3 separate regions of the Sus scrofa genome follow, and all the other regions are linked to region 1. The links are chromatin contacts, called in public Hi-C and HiChIP or PLAC-seq maps. All regions are on one chromosome and are shown on one strand. Each heading gives the region's core, a stretch centred on a gene start, on an enhancer-like site or on the middle of the called end of the contact. The rest is flanking DNA. Distances are from core to core; before and after follow the strand shown. Region 1 has its middle 25 kb from the start of AGMAT. Region 2 holds the start of SLC25A34 (solute carrier family 25 member 34). Region 3 holds the start of DNAJC16 (dnaJ homolog subfamily C member 16).

Evidence for each region. A called contact is a pair of places that touch in the nucleus more often than the background predicts. HiChIP or PLAC-seq counts read pairs in DNA pulled down with a chosen protein or histone mark.
Region 2: a contact with region 1 is called in a Hi-C map of skeletal muscle, with 2.3 times the contacts expected there. The contact joins the promoter of SLC25A34 here to the enhancer-like site in region 1. A contact is called at or near these places in 4 of 47 Hi-C or Micro-C datasets (heart right ventricle, liver, psoas muscle and 1 more) and 1 of 2 datasets of contacts at active chromatin or transcription factors (skeletal muscle).
Region 3: an H3K27ac HiChIP or PLAC-seq map of alveolar macrophages shows a contact between it and region 1. The contact joins the promoter of DNAJC16 here to the enhancer-like site in region 1. A contact is called at or near these places in 1 of 5 promoter capture datasets (fetal liver), 7 of 47 Hi-C or Micro-C datasets (alveolar macrophages, brain, embryonic fibroblasts and 3 more) and 2 of 2 datasets of contacts at active chromatin or transcription factors (alveolar macrophages and skeletal muscle).

The regions. Positions count from the first base shown.
Region 1 is chr6:74,807,736-74,810,836 of Sscrofa11.1, reverse strand. No RefSeq gene overlaps it. Among named protein-coding and RNA genes, the nearest start is that of AGMAT, 25 kb to the right of the region's middle. Within about 2 kb of position 1,511, at least 79 of the 83 cell types and tissues checked have an H3K27ac peak or open chromatin away from gene starts, as enhancers often do. A contact at or near this core is called in alveolar macrophages, brain, embryonic fibroblasts and 3 more, where this site is marked.
Region 2 is chr6:74,907,978-74,911,078 of Sscrofa11.1, reverse strand. It overlaps SLC25A34 (solute carrier family 25 member 34), which reads right to left and starts at 1,442. Exons shown (of 5, transcript XM_003127638.4): 1 at 771-1,442; 2 at 117-182; 3 at 1-14. The coding sequence starts at 1,190.
Region 3 is chr6:74,730,483-74,733,583 of Sscrofa11.1, reverse strand. It overlaps DNAJC16 (dnaJ homolog subfamily C member 16), which reads right to left and starts at 1,454. Exons shown (of 15, transcript XM_021095383.1): 1 at 1,145-1,454.

The DNA of each region.
Region 1 (3,101 bases), core at 262-2,761:
GTTCAAAGTGTAAAGGAATCATACTTATTTCTGAACAAAATATTGACACATTTGTTTACCATAACACAGGGCAGAACAAGCTGTGTAGTTAGGCAAGAGTTTTTGGAACTATTTCATAACTGCAGTAGGAAATCAAGATTTACATTCTGGGGCCTTGGAGGACTTATATAATTTTCTTAATGTTTAGTTTGCATCCTCCAAGGCTCACTTACCAAGTCAGGATTTAGATGTCTTAATGTGAAGGCCACAGAGTTATTGTCACCAATTCTGTTTGGTGGCAGTCACAGAGCATTCTGAGAATAAATTACTTTGCTTATTCAAAACATAAGAACATATGAACTTTTTACAGTAGGGTAAGGGAAATGAAACAACCAAATCACACAAATATCCTCATAAAACACTGAGCTTTGAATTGACTCAAAGTCCGAATTGTGACCTGAAAGAAAGAGGTATTTTTGCCTACTACCAGGAAAGAGATCAGAAAAATAGTTTCAGTTGAACTAATAATTACTAATCACTTGAAAAAAAATTTTTTAACCGGAAACGCACGTGGTAGGGAAATGAGCATTTCTAAACGCTTTAAAACAAGGTGGTGTAAGTCGCAGACTTTCCTCCTTCACTTAAGAGCGCAAATCTCTACATTTAAAGGTAAATTAAGTTTATTTAGACAGGAGCACTCTCCAAAAAAGCAGATGAACATCTACCACGGTGATCCAAACTGGTATTTCTGGTTGGGGAAGCAGGATGTAAGAACTCTTGCAAACCTAGGGCTTCTTCTTAGATCTACGACACCTCGAACTCGGGAAACTAGAGAAGGGGCCAAAGAGCCAGAAGGTGGGGCGGGTCGCCGAACACTCCACGAGCCCCTAAGGCTGCAGTGGGTGCGTCTGCGGTCAGGTTCTCCATTCCCTCCCCCAGCACCCCACCCCACGCTCAGGGTGTGTGGGGGCAGCTACCGATTCCAGCTCCCTCCCGGATGCGGGGGTGGGCTGGGAATGGCCATTCTGCTTCCCTTCCACCTCCCAATTCCTCACCCTTAGCAAAGAGAGGGCGTGAGGCCCCAAAGCGGGAGGGCTAGCTCCGGAGGGAGGCCCCGGTCGCCGCCCGGCGTACCTGACTCTCGGCTGCGGGGATGCCAGACTCGAGCTCACACAGCGCGCGGAAGTTGTGCAGCTCGAAGTCGGCGTCGACCTGGAGGGAAAAGGTCACCTCGGAGAGGTCCCTCCGCACACAGTACACGGTGAGCAGCATGGCCCGGGCCCGACCCAGCTCGGCTCGGCCCGGCCTCGGCGCAGGGCGGCGCGGCGGTGGCGGCAGGGCCTGGCTGCTGCTGCAGGCGGACGGCGCGGGCTGCTCGCTCACCCGCTCGCTCGCTCCTTCCCTCCCTCACACACGCTCAGTGACTCACTCCCTCCCGCCCTCAGCAGCAAGCACGGCCACCACCAGGCGCCTGCGACTCGATCTGCCTGCCTGCCTCCCTGCCGGCCTGCCTCCCACCTCTGCCGCCAAGCGCGCCCGCCGTTCGACGCCCCGCCCCGCCGCAACGCGGATGCCGTAAAGCCTGCCTGACCCGCTCCGCCTTCGCGGCTTCGCGGCGCCCGGGAGGGGCGGGGCTGGAAAGAGGAGGCGGGTAGCGGGGAGATTTGGAGCGGGCGTGGGAGGGGAAGCGGGGCGAGAAAAGGGGAGGGAATGCGGGGCAAGAAAAAAGTATTATTTGCTTGATTTAATACGTGACTTCGGTGGAGGACTCCAAAATCTCCTTTATTCACCCAACTGGCATTTATTGAGCGCCTTTTGGCAAGTGTCCATGTGCGAACAAAAAGGCGTAAAAATACAGGTGTTTGCCCCTTAAGTCAACTCTTAAGCTGGTAACTAGATCTCAAAATTTTCCGAAGTAAAATTGAGGTCTGAGAGATTTAGTCTTATCTTGTCCTGATAATTTAGGGTTTAAACCAAAATCATTACCCTGCCTGGTCTGTAGACGCCTGCTGACGGGCTCCTGCCTTCCTCTTCAGCCCTGCCGCCGGAGCCCCTTCCCTCTCCCCTGCCAGCCACAGTTTGACTTTCAGTTCCTCCTAAGCTGCATTCCCTTGCCTCATAAATAGTTTTCCTTTACTTAGACTATTTCCTAGCCCTGGCCACTAGGCTACCTAGTGTAGTGCTTTTGTTGGACACAGCTTAGAAGCCACTCAATAAAATGTTTGCTACTTTAATGGCCTGTTTAAGGCCACGTAGCTGATGAGAGATAGAAGCCCAAAACATGAGGATGAGTCAGAAAACCAAGACAGAAAGAGGAAGATAAAATGGATGCAAGATTAACATCTCACTATTTACCCCCCAGCTGGCCCTCATCCATGGCATAGGGTGCCCCTCTTTTATTATAAGAGAAAGGAAGGAGGGATCAGGATGGCGGTGGGTGCAGATAAGTGTATGTAGGTCTGGTGGCACAAGAAAGTAATTGAATGATAACTTATCGCTGTAAAAGAGGAGGGAAGGTGGAGGAAGGGGGTGGGGTGGAGGAATGGTGGTTATCAGCCACAGAAAGCCTGACTATTAATGACTTGTGAGGGCTTATTTTTCTTACAGGATAGGAGGCCTGGAGGTAAGCAGCAGCACTGGTTCAGTGACTCATTGATAAAAGGGCCAGTATTTCTGCAAATTTGTTGGCCTTTCCCTGAGGGTCACATCATGAGTGGCTACCTCCACTCCAGGCATCATTGCCTTCGTTAAGGCAAGAGTTTACCCAGCAGTCCCTCAGCACGTTTCGGTTTACATCTGGCAGAAATGTGTCACAGAGATGCAAGAAAAGGCCAGAAAAGTGAGTGCCGAGCTTTCTCGCCTCTTGAAAGTGTATGGATGAGGGGGGGTAAACTGGTTTTAGGGGAGATATACATAGCACCTACTACAGCAGAGAAGGTTTGAAAGAACCATTGTAAGTTGAAGCAGGTTGAGCAGAGAAATGATGTAGAATTGCCAGGTGGTCTCAGGGATTCAGTTGAAGTTGGAATCTGGAACTAATTTTCATGTTACTTTTTTTTTTTTGGACTGGTGCTCAAGTGCCCAGATGTGACAGATTTTATTTTCCGAAGATGGCTATAGCA
Region 2 (3,101 bases), core at 193-2,692, 100 kb before region 1:
GCACCCAGGACGCTCTGCAGGGAGAGGGCAGAGGGTCACTGGGAAGCCCCTGCCCGCCCAGGAGCCCGTTCAGCCCACCCAGCCCGAGAAGCTCTGGGGGGGGTGACCGTCCCCACCTGGTGATGGTGCTGGTGCCCCACGGCCATCGCGGCCACCGTCTGGGCCTGTAGCTGCGTTTTGACCTGTAAGAGCAGAGGTGACACAGGGCCTGGGCATGGAATCTTCGGAGAGCCTGAAGGAGACGGTGTCAAGGGCACCCCTCCCTGGGCCCCAACGCCAGATCTCCATAAACTCACAGCTCAGGGGGGGTATGGAATGGGGTTGGGGGTCTGGGTCTGCACCTGGGTGTGATCTGGGGCAAGTTACGTAAACTCTCCAGCCTGGCTGCTCCCTCTAGAAAAGCTGTTCTAGGATCAGGAGAGATGATGACTGCACAGCATCGGCCTAGGTCACGGGCGCTCACTTGATGGAAGCTTTTTTCTTGCATAGGCCACACAGAAAGGCAAGCGACCACGCTGAGGTGGACCAGCCCACCTCCTGCCATCCTCCGTCCCCTTCCCTGGCTCAGGACCCATGGGGCGGGGACCGCAGGGGAGCAAGGATCAGGGCAAGGGCCTGGTGCCCTGGACCAAGGGGCAGATTCCAGGCTTGGGCTGGGCTGTTCTGGGGAGCTGCCCCACCCCATCTGCTCCGCAGAGGTCACCCCGGAGGCTGCAGACCCCCATGGGAGCTGGTCATGGGGCCGGGGAGGGTGGAGACAAGACACTCACCAGGTAAGCAGGGCTCCCCACGAAGGCTCCCAGGGCGCCTGCCACAGCACCTGCGACCACAGTGCCGCCCGGCTGTTGGTTGAGGCCAGCCTGGCACACCAGGCTGTAGCAGTAGAAGCGGACGCCGTTCATGAGGCCCTGGTAGAGGAGGCCAGCGGCCAGCCCCTTCTGCAGGCCAAACAGCCCATCTGCACGGGCCACAGCGGCTACCGAAGCGACAAAGCCCCGGTAGTGCCGAGGGTAGGTGCCCCGGGCCTGCAGCTCCCCCTGCAGCTGCAGCCGTGTCTTCACCACCTCCAGGGGGTTGGTGAAGACACAGGCCAGGCAGCAGGCCGAGGCGCCCAGCACCAGGTCCACAGCAGGGGGCACCGTCTCCATGGGCTCCGGGCTGGGGGCCGGCTCTGCCCGGGTCAGGGGCATGAGCACGGCCCTGGGGTGGGGGCGCTTAGGCTGCCTTCACTCCCCGCAGGGCCAAGGGCTGGGGATCAGGGGGGTCTGAGGCCATGTCTGGAGGACAGAGGTCTGGTCAGACAGGCGGGCGGCAGCCAGGCAGCCCCTGGTCTCTCTCAGGAGTCCACCTGCTCGGCTCAGCCTCCAAAGCCTTGCCCGGGCCTAGGACACGCCCCCTGCCCGCTCTAGACCAATCCCTGCTGCCTCCGTCCCCCACACCTCCCAGCAGGGGAGGGCCTGGACCCTGGGATCTGGGGGAAAGGTCATCTGGGCCCCAAGGGAGATGGGCCGGGCATAAAGTGCCAATCAGCCAAGAGATCTGCTCCTGCCCCTCTTGTTCTCCAGCCTCCCCCCCCCCCACCCCCCCCCCCCCGCCACCCCCGCCCTGGGGCAAAGGGCTGTTGCTCCTGCCCCGCCTGTGGCTTGGCCAGTCCTGTGGCAGCTCAGAGCCCTGGGCAAGAGGCAGCTGCATGGGAGGCTCCTCTAGGCAACTCAGCAATTCCCTTCTCCCATCCCCGTCCCTTTTCCTCCTTTTTTTTTTTAGGGCCACACCAGCAGCACGCGGAGGTTCCCAGGCTAGGGAGTCGGAGCTACAGCTGCCAGCCTACACCACAGCCACAGCACTAGGGTATCCGAGCTGCATCTGCAACCTACACACCACAGCTCACAGCAACACCAGATTCTTAACCCACTGAGCGAGGCCAGGGATCGAACCCGCAACCTCATGGTTCCTAGTTGGATTTGTGTCCACTGTGCCATGATGGGAACTCTCTTGACCCTTTTCTTGACCTTAGTCTTCCAATCTGGCTCCCACGGTTGTCTGTGGTCCCACTGCCAGTGAGAGCAGGGGAGGGCTCCGGAGGCCTATGGAACTGATCTGGAATGCCAGGTTATATGTGAGCTGGGCAGGTCACTTCCTTTCTTTGAGCGTCAGTCTCTCAGTTTGTAAGATGAGGATACGGACGCCCACTGCAGAGGTTCTTTGGAGGATTAGAGACGTGTGAAGAATGCTTAGAACAGTGCTTCACTCCGTAAAAGGCACCCATGTGCCCCTGCCTGGGGACCCTGGGTGGGCAGGAGATGGAAAAGTAAGGGCCATTGTTTTTCAAGGAGTAACTCTGTGGCTTTTGTCACTCACCTGGTAAGGACCTGCCCCCTAGTCCTGTCCCTCCTCAGGGCGGGAGCCTGCTCCTGTGGTTCCGGGGAGCAGAGGCCCAGGCATCATTCTTGTTCATGGTGAGAAGGGACCTCCTACCCGTGGGCACTACTGTCAGGTGCCAGGCTGCTTAGGTGTGGGCCAAGATCCCTTTGCCCACCTTGTCCTCTGCCTCATGGCACCTTTCTCCTGCCAAGGCCACCCTGCATTATCCAAGTCCCAATCAAAACCAGAGGCAGGGGAGTTCCTGCTGTGGCACAGTGGGATAAAAATCCAACTGCAGTGGCTCAGGTCGCTATGGAGGCGTGGGTTCCATCCCTGGCCTAGCACTGTGGGTTAAAGGATCTGGTATTGCTGCAGCTGCACCCTGGCCTGGGAATTTCCACGTGCTGCAGGTGTGGTCATTTAAAAACATACGAACACAAAAACCCAGAGGCAGGGCCTCTGCCCAGAACCCCACCTCTGTAGCCTCCACGGCCACCCCTTTCCTCCCAGGTGTGAGGCCCTGGAGGCCACAGCACTGAGGGGCCTGGGGGCCTCAGAGCTCCCACAGGACTGGCTGGCTGGCACCCTCTGGCCAGCTGGGGTAGCAGCTCAACAAGAGGTCTTGGGGTTAGCTTGGATTTGGCTGGGTTTATCCCAGGTGGCCGCACTCACCCCCCAGGGCTGGGGAGGCAGGGGTGCCTGCCCTGGCGGTGGAGACATAATCCTGGGGCAGGAAACAG
Region 3 (3,101 bases), core at 205-2,704, 77 kb after region 1:
GGTCAACCTAGAGCTGCAACTGCCAGCCTACACCACAGCCGCAGCAATGCCAGATCCCATCTGTGTCTGTGACCTGCAGTGTAGGTCACAGAAACATCGGATCCTTAACCCACTGAGCGAGGCCAGGGATTGAACCTGCATCCTCATGGATACTAGTCTGGTTTGTTACCACTGAGCCATAATGGGAACGCCATGTGATATCCTGATTTCTCAGAAATCACTAGAGTTTTATGGATCATGTATCTAATGTGACACTATCGAAAGAGAGGTAAACTCTAAGAGTGTAAACTCTAAGAGGTAAACTCTAAGAGTGGAGTTAGACAAGTAGGAATTCTAAATGCTGCCTGGAGTCCTCACAAAATTGACTAATCTGATGGTCAATGTTTAGGACTGCAAACATGCTGAATGAAAATCTAAAACATACCATTATTTTCTTTGTAAAGGCAACCTATAACCTATTCTATCCTACAAAACATATATGGCACGCTAAAAATGGAGAAAGTTATGTAGCACATTGACTCTGGAATCAGACTAACTAACATTGGGATCTGTCCTCCATCACTTTACGACCTTGGACAAGCTATTTAAAACTTGTTAACTCCTCCATAAAATGAGGTTGAACAATACCACCCTGAAAGATCTAAATGGGAGTTAAATGTACGTAATGTATTTACTGAGCACAGGGTCAGCAGCCTGTAACTGATACTTATTACCATTAACTTCTACTATGCAGTGCAACCAGTGCCTTATTCAACTGTGTCAGTTGCCTCCAGTTAGAAGGCTCAAGTGCCAGTGGGCTGTGTTCCTTTGCTGACAGCTCGACCATGCCGGCCTCTGGGCAGGAAACAACCTGCCCAACAGGTAGGCTACCGCCCTCGGGCAGTATCACCTGGATCAAGCAGCTGATCCCAGAGGCATGCTTAGGTCTGAGCCCAGCCTCGAGCTCCCACCAAAGGTCGCAAACCTATAGGAGACGGCCGCCTCCCCCGCTGCCTCCGAGAGCCCAGGGCCGGGCCCTACTGGCTCCGGTTCCCCCGCTAGGCCCAGCGGGGACCGGGAACGAAGAGGAACTAATAGGAAATCCCTGAGTCTGCCCGGCCCCGCCGCGTCCGCGGCTCAGCACTTCACGCGGAGAAGGAGTTACCGGAAAAGGGCACCAGCCTAACCGGCTGCAGCGTCCACGCTCCAGTTAGTCCGCCGGGCCGGGAACCTCCGGTCCAAACCAGCGCTTGCCGGGACCTGGGGAGGGAAAGAGGGGCGACGAGTTGGAGGGTAGTCACGTGACGCTTAAAGGCCCGGCGCACCGAGGGCGCGGACTGAACCGGTCCAAGGCGTCTATTTTGCGAGTCTGTTTTGACCCTTGTCACCCGCCGTCTGCGCATGGACCCGGCGCGGTTGCCATAGGAACGAGGCGCGCTCTTCGACTGGATCCAAAGGGATGGTCGCGGACCAAAGAGTCCAAAACGTGCTTCCTAGAGAGGCGAAGTCGCGATGCCTGATGGGATGCTAAAAGACCTCCCCGATGCAGGGAGGAGTTTCCACTTGTACCAGGAGATGGCCCTCGTCTAGCAACAGTTGCTAGGGTGGGGAAGCAATCGCTGGTCCCAGATCTCTTTAACCCTATTCATAGAATCCTACAATGTCAGAGTTGGAAGGGACCTTAGGGATCCTTTCTAGTCCAGCTCTTCCGTATGCTGATGGTGTTGGTGGTGGTGGACTGAGGCCCAGAGACCGGCAAGGACTTGCCCAAGGTTTAGTATCCAGGACTCCTAATCCCATTTACCAAAAAGGGAGCTCCAATCTAGAAGGTGCCAGATCCTGTCCTAAGCACGGAAAACGGATGTGTGTGATGATGCCGGTGGGGGCGGTGGGGGAGAGGCACAAATGAATGTGCTACCGAACTCAAGTTTGCTCTGCTCCAAGCAAATCGGGGCAATAAATTCGGAGACAAGTTGTTGGGGCAAGGAATAATGAGCGAGGCCAGAGATGGAACCTGCATCCTCATGGACACTAGTTTTCAGCCAGAAAGCTAGCAGACGCTGAAGGTGGCGGACAAGTGTCTCAAAAAAAAACCGTCTTGCTTCAGTCCGAACTAAGGCTCCTTCTACGCTGAGAAAGGGCAGGGGGCGGGGCCAACCATCACACTGGCACTTGCTTGGGGGAGAGGACTCACTACAATGCTGACCAATGGCTGAACAGGACCACTAAAGGTCTCTCACTAACCATTGCTCGCTTACAGATGAGGTAAACTTTCATTGAATCAGTGACGTAGGTTCCTGGGGGACATAAGGAAAGAGGTTTCATATTCCCCGCTCTGCTTTTATTGACTCTTTGCCTCCTTTGCATTTATCACTATCCAACATTACTATATCTTTTATTTATATTGTTTATCGCCTGTCTCCTCCTAAGGGGATGTAAGCATCTAAAAGCAGGGCTTTTTGTCTGTTTTGTTCACCCTCTGTATTTTTGGTGCCTGCACAGACCTGGGCACAGAAAGGATCTCAATGAATATTTGTGGAATAAATCATTGAGTGGGGATGAGGTTTAGCTGCTCCAGAGAATACATCCTCAAGAGGATTCCCAGTTGCTGAGGACTTTTGGTCGGGTTCGGGTTTAAATCCTCCCGCCTCTGTCACTTACTACTTCTGTGATCTTCACCTCTTTGAGCCCCAACGTCCAGATCTAGAAAATGAGGGGAAAGGACTATCTCCTTGGTAGATTGGAGTCAGGGAGAAATGAGATACTACTATGTAAAATGGCTAGCACAATGGCTGAGGCTTAGCAAATGCTTAATAAACAGGAGCAATTTGGGAGGTATTTTTGTTTTTTCTGTGAGAAGTTTTTCTTTTTGTGAAATTAAATATAGTTGACATAGGAGCAAATTTTTTTTTTTTTTTAGATCTGCACCCACAGCATATGGAAGTTCCTGGGCTAGGGGTTGATTCAGAGCTGCAGCTGTAGGCCTACACCACAGCCACAGCCACGTCAGATTCTTAACTCGCTGAGCGAGGCCAGAGATGGAACCTGCATCCTCATGGATACTAGTTAGTTTCTTAACCCGCTGAGCTACAAGAACTCCAGAGCAGTTTTTGAAATGAGGA